Linked DNA regions of Sus scrofa: region 1 is linked to region 2. The links are chromatin contacts, called in public Hi-C maps. All regions are on one chromosome and are shown on one strand. Each heading gives the region's core, a stretch centred on a gene start, on an enhancer-like site or on the middle of the called end of the contact. The rest is flanking DNA. Distances are from core to core; before and after follow the strand shown. Region 1 overlaps RNF152 (ring finger protein 152). Region 2 holds the start of RNF152 (ring finger protein 152).

What was found. A called contact is a pair of places that touch in the nucleus more often than the background predicts.
Region 1: a Hi-C map of skeletal muscle shows a contact between it and region 2, with 2.7 times the contacts expected there. The contact joins the enhancer-like site here to the promoter of RNF152 in region 2. A contact is called at or near these places in 1 of 5 promoter capture datasets (skeletal muscle), 4 of 47 Hi-C or Micro-C datasets (heart right ventricle, psoas muscle, retroperitoneal adipose tissue and 1 more) and 1 of 2 datasets of contacts at active chromatin or transcription factors (skeletal muscle).

What each region holds. Positions count from the first base shown.
Region 1 is chr1:159,586,670-159,591,609 of Sscrofa11.1, forward strand. All of the region lies in intron 1 of RNF152 (ring finger protein 152), which reads left to right. Among named protein-coding and RNA genes, the nearest start is that of RNF152, 59 kb to the left of the region's middle. Within about 2 kb of position 2,227, at least 5 of the 83 cell types and tissues checked have an H3K27ac peak or open chromatin away from gene starts, as enhancers often do. A contact at or near this core is called in skeletal muscle, where this site is marked.
Region 2 is chr1:159,528,485-159,532,746 of Sscrofa11.1, forward strand. It overlaps RNF152 (ring finger protein 152), which reads left to right and starts at 2,139. Exons shown (of 2, transcript NM_001244578.1): 1 at 2,139-2,288.

The DNA.
Region 1 (4,940 bases), core at 977-3,476, 58 kb after region 2:
AATTATTCTTAAAAGGTCATTACTGATTAGTTCAGACGTTAAGTGACTATCAATTGTTGAAAACTATGACGTAAATATTCTGCTTCCCCCCAAACTGAATGTATTTGATGTGATGGAGAAAAATTGCAATAATTCCATAACAAAACCAGTTTAGGACTTAAGAATTGTCTGTCTCTATTAGTTTCAAAAAAATGAATTGGATCTTATGTGGCCTATATATAAAAAATATACTAATAGATCATGACACGTATATATCCCCACACATACATGTTATATTTAGAATATGTATTTATATCCTAAAAAGGTTACATAATTGAAAAAAAAAACTATTTTGAAAGTAAGTTGTTTCTTATCTGATGACCAGACCTTTAAGCTTTAATATTTAACAAGAAAGTTTTTTTTTTAAATAGAAGTCATTTACATGTAAAATTTTTAAATAAAATGAATCATTGCTTTTTATCTGCCCCAGAAATTGTATTTTTACAGGGTTTTTAGCTCGGAGGGTGCTTGGGGAGAGTGGAGAGTGAGCGTTATGTCCTAAACTCTTCATTTTTTTCCCCTTGCAGCCAGCTTAAATGCTTTGTGCACGGTCTTGGATGTAAAGATTTGGACAGCCTCACATTTCAATTTGGGACTCCTTGGAAAGTCTATTTTAATTACTCTTTTAATTGGATAAAAAGAGAGTTAGGGAGAGTAATGTGTGCATTTTAATGCAGGTTTCATGTAGTAAAGGAGGGCCCACCGTATACCCTCTACTGTGTTCAGCACGCTTCATGAGTCTGTAACCATGTGTCTGTTTACAGAGGAGGAAGGAGCTCCAATGAATAGGTAACAAAGGGAGAGTTGGTGAATCTGCCTTGATGCTCTCATCACAGCTTGGTGTTGAGTGAGGAAGGAATTTACAAGGCAAGAAATGGCTGTGGGCCTAGAGAAAGCCCTTATTTGACAATGTGATGACCTAATAATCAGCTCTAGCCTGGCCCCACATAACCCTTTACAAGTATTTTACTGTAGCTTTTCAGAGGTGAGAAGAATGAGAACACTGTTCAGGTTTAATCTCTATAAACTTAAAAGTTTGTGATTCATCGTCTTTTTCCCCCAACCTCCATTTGTCTAGAGGGCCTATTAATGACAATACCTATTTCTTTGTGGTCTAATAATGGACTTGGTGAGATAGAACTTCATGTAAATAAAAGTATATTTCCCAATAGTTGTCTAAGTTTCGTGTGGAAGTTAAGACTTCAGTAGTTAGAAAATTTCAAGATGTAGAACATATTGGCCTCCTCTGTAACCTCCAGACCACTGGCTGCATTTCATTGGAGCAGCATTCCTCAAAAACGTAACCTCCACACAGAAACGGGGGAATCTTTCTCCAATTCCTCCCTTGCTCTCTTCTTCCATCCAATCTCCACGTCCACTTTGTTTGCTCTTCCCTTTTACTCCACCCCCACGGCCTTCATTCCAGCCTTGCCCTCCCTTCCCTTGCCAATTCATTCCCTCTGCTCCAGGGGAGCTTTTAAAAGTAATGCACAATGGAATATTACTCAGCCATAAAAAGGATACATTCTGATACATGCTTTACCATGAACTGACATTGAAAACACCTGTAGTGAAACAGGCCAGACTCCAAAGGGCAAGTGCAGTATGATTCTACTTCCACAAGGTACCTAGAATAGGTAGTTCATTGAGACAAAGCACAGAATAGAGGCTACCAGGGGCTGGGGGGACGGAAGTGTGGGGAGTTCCTGCCTAATGGCTACCGAGTTTCTGTCTGGGATGCTGAAAAAGTTTTGGAAATAGATAGCGATGAGGTTTACACAACATTATGAATGTACTTAATTCCACCGAATTATACACTTTAAAATGGTTAAATATAATGGTGATACTGCAGTTATGATTGGGATGCCTCTCTTCGAAGTTTTCACAAGCCCTGTCACCTAGTGGGTGGAATCCAGGCTCCGAGTAATAGGAAGGGAGGGGCAACTGTTCTGTTCCTTGGAATCTCACGTCTTCCATGGGGCCCTCGGCCTTTCTCAGTGCTGTGGATTGGATGGAGGAGGGACAGGCCCTGCTTTGGCTTGTGTGTCCATCCCCCCCCGCCCTCCCCCCTCCTTGGGGGCCTGTGTTATGCCCTGTTCCTGCTGCCACCTAGTGACCTGGCCTTTCCCAGCCTGTGGGGACAGCTGCTCTGATCATTAGGACCAGAAGGGGAAGGAGGAGGCAGTGCCGTTTGGCTTTGGGGCCCAGATGTTTCCTCTGGTCTCACTTTAGAACAGTGTGGCCAAGGTCATGTTTTAACCCCCACTTGTTTCGTCATCTGCTTCTCTGTAGAGCTCAGAGCGTGAAGGGAGGGACTATGCCTAGCTGGTTGGTTAGTTAATACTGCTTCAATCCCACTGGCCTGTGTGGCGGCCTGAACTTCTCTTTCTTGCCTCGTGGGCTATGGATTGTACCTGGAAGAGCCAGCCGAGTGGCAGGCACCATTCTGAGTGCTTTAGGTGTGCACACATATTTCAGTCTGAACAACCTGTGAGGTAGGTGCGGTTATGGTCACCTTTTACAGAGACATTGGATCACTTGCTGGAGGCTCCAGGTCCCTATCCCTATTTCTGCTACATCAAAAATTCTGTGTTTTCGCATGTGCTGTGTCCTCATCCATAAGTTAAAATGCCGGCTTTTCCTGAAAAATCTTTCCTGGCTTTTTTTTCCATTCCTATCCGACACCCCCCCCCCACCCCCGCCCCCTGCATTGGGACCTTATGGGCGTGGTTGTCTTTGCAGAGATGGGCCTCATCTTTTTCTCTTTCGATCTCCCTGACTTAGAACAGTGCCTCATACTCAATACGTATTTCAATGAATGCATTTGTGGTAGGTATTTGTTACTCTAGGCTTTTCTCTGTGAATCGAATAAACACCTTATTTCCAAAAATCATGGTCCTGGGGCTTCTGAAAGTGCCCTCAGAACATTGCTACTTTCCCCTAAATCAAAACCCATAGGTAGGATTTTAAATGCAAAAACAAATTCAAATTGAAAGCAGAGCAGTGGCTGCAGGGGAGTGGGGTGGAGGAAGGAAGGATGGGTTGGATGAGGCACAGGGACATTTGAGTGGTGGAAAAAGCTTGATTGGCACAGTGGTTACACAGCCACATACATCTGTCAAAACTCATTGAACTGTACACTTAAAAGATGTGCATTTTATTATTGATACATTTTACCTCAAAGTTGACTTCACAATAAATATAAGAATGCAAAAAGAAAAATCTTTTGGATTTATTGTTTGGTTAGGAAAGCTGCATTAATGATTGATGGCTTTGGTTGCAGCACTGTTCAATATCTAGTTTGGGGGGTTTATACTTTTTTTCTTTTCTGCTCACCTTGCCTAAATGGAAAATCAACCCTCATTGAGTTACTGCCGCTGGAAGTAAGAAAAAGCAGAAGTGATGAGCAGACTGACAGTTGACTCCCCATGGCGCTTAATTTTAGTACCGATGCCTTTAGGAATTCTTTGCAACTTCAGTTTGAGGCTTAACTCGTGTGATGAATCATCGATATTAAGGGTAGGTAGGGAGATGGAAGCAAAAAACACTTTCTGCTCAGAGAAAATAAGCTCATTGATGGCTTTTGAATAAACTTATTTAAAGAGAGCTCCATAGAACTCACCAGGGTTTTAACGTGCTGTTCTCTTTTCAGCTCTTTAATATAGAATGTTCTCCAGGTAACTTGAGGAACTCTTAAGGAATATATAAATTTTTTTAGTGTGTGAAAACAGGCGAGTCTTAACAATTGGGTTTTTTGTTTTTGTTGTTGCTTGTTTGTTTTTAATTTGAGTCAAGGCTTTCCTATCCTGTATTTCCTTCCAGCCTTAAAGTGTTCAAAGTAATGGAGCTCTCATCGTAAATCATACTATTCTGTGGCACTTTGAAGGAATGCTCTCTGTGTTTGGGAAATGTACCCAATGTCCCTTCTTGGTAAAGGTGAACCATCAGAAGATGCTTCTATATAGGGCTGAGATCAATCTGGCCAAATTGAAATTTGTTGAGCTGCTGCATGACTATGAAGATGAACACAAGAATTGTATCCAAAGTTCAGATTGCCAGGAGGCATTATCACAGTGTCTTTGTCAGTTCCATCAGGTTCCTTTCATTTGGAGCTGTCTTAATGAATGCTAGAATCATTGCTTCTTTTGTTGAAGTGGTGAATCCTTTAAGTGTGAAGAAAAAGTTTGGAACACTGCTTTTATGTTCTCTCTAATGGTCTTAGTACTTGGTGGTGGGACAGGCAAATGTTGGCCATTGTTAGTGTCCTTTGCTCACCTCTTTCCTCCCAGTGTTTGATCCAGGCCCAGGAACTTCTGCATGCCATGGGTGTGGCCAAAAAAAAAAAAAAAAAAAAAAAAAGATAACTCGTTTAGAGCAATAAGCTAATCTGAGGATAGTTGTCTCTGGAGTAATATAGCAAATTTAGGGGATCAAGGGCAGAGCTGGTGAGAAATGAAGGAGATCTGAGGGCAGTAAGTGATGTCCTATTGGCCAGATCCCAACTGTGGCCTGTTTCTGTAAAGGCAGTTTTATTGGAACACAGCCGCTGCTGCTCTTTGACGTATAGTCTGACTGCTTTCACACTTTGGTGGCAGAGTTGAGTATTTGCGAAAGAGCCTGCATGACCTGAAAAGCTGAAAAGCCTAAAAGACGTACCATCTGCACTCTTACAGAGAAAGGTTGTGTGTTCCTGATGTAGATAAAATATACTGGGAAAACCTTAAAAAACAAATTGCCTTAAGGTTTCAGTTTGTGCTGGAATTTGTGGTTGGGTAAGAAATAGGAGTGGGGGATGCATGTGTGTAGTTCATATGATGAAAATGCAAATATTTACATAGGGACTTTGTTTAGGGCCTTGAGGGTCTCTGTTCCCTGCACATAAGAGCAGGGGTTATGGGGGC
Region 2 (4,262 bases), core at 889-3,388:
GCTGGGTTCCCGGTACATAGTCCATATTCAAGGAATATTTGTTGGATGAACTCTTAAAGATCTGATCTCTATCTTCCTCCCCAGTGCTGGGGCCCCATCCTGATAACCCCGGTTCTTCAAGACCTGGGACGCTGCCTGGATCTCATCTCACTCACTCCCACACCTGGGCTCAGTGTCTCATCGGCAGTGCCGATGCCTTCCTGAACCTTCGACATGCTGCCCGCCTGCTTGCAGCTCTGAACACCGCCTGCTCCCAGCTGCTGCCTTGCTCCTGGAATTGTCTCACTGAAGAATCTGTTCAGACGAGTTGTTGCCTGTATCTTCCCTGATTCAAACTGTTGCTGCCTGCCCTGTGCTGCCCCCCAACTAATCTTAAGACCTGCCTATTCCAGTCTGTCTGAGTTAATTAACCTTCTCTGTGTGACAGCTTTACAAGACTGGACAGAAGACAGAACACCCATGATGCCATGTGAATTAAAATACCAGCCAGTGGGAATGAATGACTAAGGGTGGAAGAGTTTACCCCACACCATGATGAATGCTTGAATTCTCCCAAAGAGTTGTTTAAAAAGCAGGTGAAAAGAGAGATTTTAAACATTTTGACACAATTATTGATTTCTGAAAGTAGCTTCTCAAAAGTAGTCTTTAAAGTCACTCTTGTATAATGAGAATATTTCTAGGCTAAACCTTTCTAGTCATATCTTGGTGCGTTGTAACTCATCATCCTATTCCAGACCCCTGGTCAACATCAATATTCTCATTGGCTTCTCCTTAAAACAACAGTAATTTTTTTTGTGTGTGTGTGCCCTAAAGCTGTGGTTGAAGAGAAAGACTCTTGAAGTCTTCTACCTCAAGAATATAAATCTGCTTTTATTTATTTGTCTTTTTGCCTTTTTTTCTAGGGTGGGTCCCTCCACATATGGAAGTTCCCAGGCTAGAGGTCTAATCAGAGCTGTAGCAATGCAGGATCCAAGCCGCACCTGTGACCTACACCACAGCTCATGGCAACACCGGATTCCGCTGAGCGGGTCCAGGGATGGAACCCGCAACCTCAGGGTTACTAGTCGGATTCCTTAACCACTAGGCCACGGAGGGAACTTCTAAATCTGCTTTTAAAACAGACATAGAGCTTTCACTCCTGCCAGGGGCCCGATAGAGGACAGATACACCTTCAGAGGCCAACACTAAAGTGTTTAATTGGGATCCTAGAGAGGAGTGACACTCATCAAGCTTTTTGTTTCTTGGTTGCCGATTTGTGTGTGTGCTGAGTGACAGCACATTTGGAAACACTATTAATAGGTTTTATTTGAGGGCCAAGTCAAGGAGGTCAGTTGAGTACATTGTGAATCGTGGTAGGTCACATTCCCCCCAATTCCCTGCCCCCTGCCGCCCGCCGCCGGCGGCCCTGTGGTTCATAGGGTTTCTGTTTCGGTTTCATTATCTGGCAGAAGCGCTTCAATGAGCTATCCAGAGAGGTTAGAATGGGATTTCCTTCCCTGTGGGCAAGACTGTAGGACAGAAAGACAGCTCTATTCCAGCAGCCTGCAGAGGCTGCATGCTTTGCTGCTTGAACCCTGGTTCTGGACCCAGGAGAGCTGGCAGGCTTAACTTTACCATAGCCCTACTCGAATAGACTTTCGAGTTTTCACTCTGAATAGAAATTCTGTAGGAAGGCAACGGAGTGCATGGAAACCATATCCTATACCAGCGACCTTCCTCCTCCACTCTATTTTGCAGTTGACACAAGAGGCACGTCTAGATTTTCTTGGAGGAACTACGCATTCTAAGTATGTCCCTAAGGTAGGAATTAGGTTTCAAGGTGGAGAAGAGGGTCGGTCCTGAGGTCCCCTATGGTTCGCACTGCCATATAACCCTCAGGGCAACACTCCCTGCACTCCTGCTCCCTGCACCCCATCCTAGAGAGCCAGGCGGTGGGGTGTCATTCAGGCTTCAGTCCCTTCCTCTCCTCCGCCAAAGCAGGACCCCGCCCTGCCCGGACCACGTGAACTCTTAGGGGCAGCCAGAAAGTACCAGACGTGACGCGGATCCAGGGCGTCTTCTGGAAAGGATCTCAACAGCCCCCTCGATCGGTCCCCAAGTCCTGAGCTGCTGACGGTCCCCGCCAGCCACGGTTCTCGCCTCAGCCCCGCCCTCCTGCCTGCTGAGCTCGGCCTCCTGTCACACCTGATTCCAGCTCAGGTCCCACTCGCGCGCCTTGGAAAAGACAACGTCGAGGTCCCGGCAGAGGTTAGGCACTTGGGGGCAAGGCCAGGGAGCGCATGAGGAAGGTATGCAGCTCCTCAGTCTGGAGGTGATCTGCTATTCAAGACAGACAGATAGATGTCCCGGACAAGCGCTGGGAGGGGGCGGGCTTGGGAGGAGAGGGAGGAGGAGGAGGTGGAGCCGCCGGGGAGAGGCGGTGCCGCGGGCGGCGGAGCCCGGCCTCCCGCCCCCACCCATTTCGGTGCCCGAGTCTGGGCGGTGACACAAAAAGCTCCCTCCTGGAGCCAAGCGCCTGGCGGCGGTGTCCGACCGGGAGCGCGGAGGGCGCCCGGGCAGGTGGGCCGCCTCCCGAGGGGCCGAGCAGGGAGCTGGGGCTGCAGGCGCTGCCGCCGCGCTCCTCGCGCCCGCCCGGCAGCCCGCTGCGCGAGTCTAGCAGAGCCGGTGGCCGGCGCGCTGGGACCACCCGGCGATGCTACCGCTGTCGCTGCCTCTGTAGCAAGCACCCGAGACCGCTGCAGAGGGAGGTTGGTGAGTTTCGGTTTGTTTCTCCTCTCTGTCCCTCCGGGGTCGCGGGTTGCTGGAAGGGCGCGAAGGGATGTCTGCGCCCCCATGGCGGCCGCACCCGGAGCCAGGGAAGCGGGAAAGGGGAGGTGCCGCCTAGTGTTTGGGGGGGGGGTGTCTTTTGAACCTGGAGGAGAGTGGCAGGGCCGCAGGGGTCCCGGGAAGGGCAGCGCGGAGCGCGGCGGGGCAGCCCTAAGGCTCGGGGGAGGTGGTCCCTGGAGTTGCTTTTCTCCCGAGCGCGGGCGGAGTTGGGCTGGCGGCTGGGGCTGGGAGCGGCGCTGTAGCGGGCTGGGCCGAGTCCTCGGATGCCCCCTGGGGCTATAGTCCTGGGGAGCTGGTCTCGGGCCCGCGCCGCACGCGCCCCTGGGGTGCACGTTCGTGCGCGCGCGCGTCCCAGCTGAGCTCCAAACCCGCGTATCCTCCGGGATGAGCCCCTCTAAAGACCGTAGTCGAGCTCCTTACCCACTCCTAGAAGTTGCCTCTGTGGTCCATGGGCCTCTCTGGGAAGGAGAGGGGGCGGTGGCGGAAGAGATGTTGGGGGTCTTTTGTGCAGACCCACGCGCTTGGGGCGCCTGCTCCTGAAAGGGCAGCGGCAGGACAAAGCACTGGACTCGTGGGACGCTCCTTGGGAGGTGGCGGTCCCCAATCCCGCCTAGGGTGGGGGATGTGTGGGGGGCGCGCCACACGGTTTTGGAGAGAGTAGAGAAATTGGCAGAGCAGAGTGACGGTGACTTGAAGAGGTGGCGGACCGGGGCGAAGGAAATGAGGCTGCTGGCGAACGCCCCGCTGGTGTGTCTGTATGGGCGGGTGACTGGGCGCATTCCCACATAACCTGGTTTACCTAGTATATTTTGCGTATGCCTCGAGATGTTATTCTATGCCTTCTCGTATTCCTTTTTTTCTGAGGGATTGTCATTGCTAGTAGGGGCTCTACCTCCGGAGGATAACTTGGAGGCTGGGGAGACTGCAGAAGAGGCGGGGGGAGTGATGGTTATTTATCCTATGGAGACAATTAGGAAGCGTTACGCCCCCTCCGCGGCCCGCGGGCCAGCCACACCTCCGCCGCCTTCCCACCTCCCCCAGGGCACTTACTCCACAGCCGCTGTTCTGCCCAGAGAGGATGCTTGGATTTCTCTGCTGCACGTATCTAACCCTTACTGCGTGTATTTCACTGCAGGCTGAACAAAGCTCAGGCTCAATTGTGCTTCCTGCTTGTCAGCCTCTCTCCTCCTAAACGCGTACCATTTCCACTTGATGTCATCACGCAGAAGGGGGTGAAAGGGATTCAGTGACAGATTCAGGTAACCCCCAATGATCTGGGTAGTCTCCTGGGTGTCTCTGGGTCATCTGAGCCACCGGTGTTTGCACGGGGGTTGTTTGGGTGTTTTCTGCATCACACAATCCATTCTTATCACAGAGGAGGAGGAATGGGGGCTGCTGAAACTCCTGGTTCAGAGAAAGAAATTGCAAATGACTTT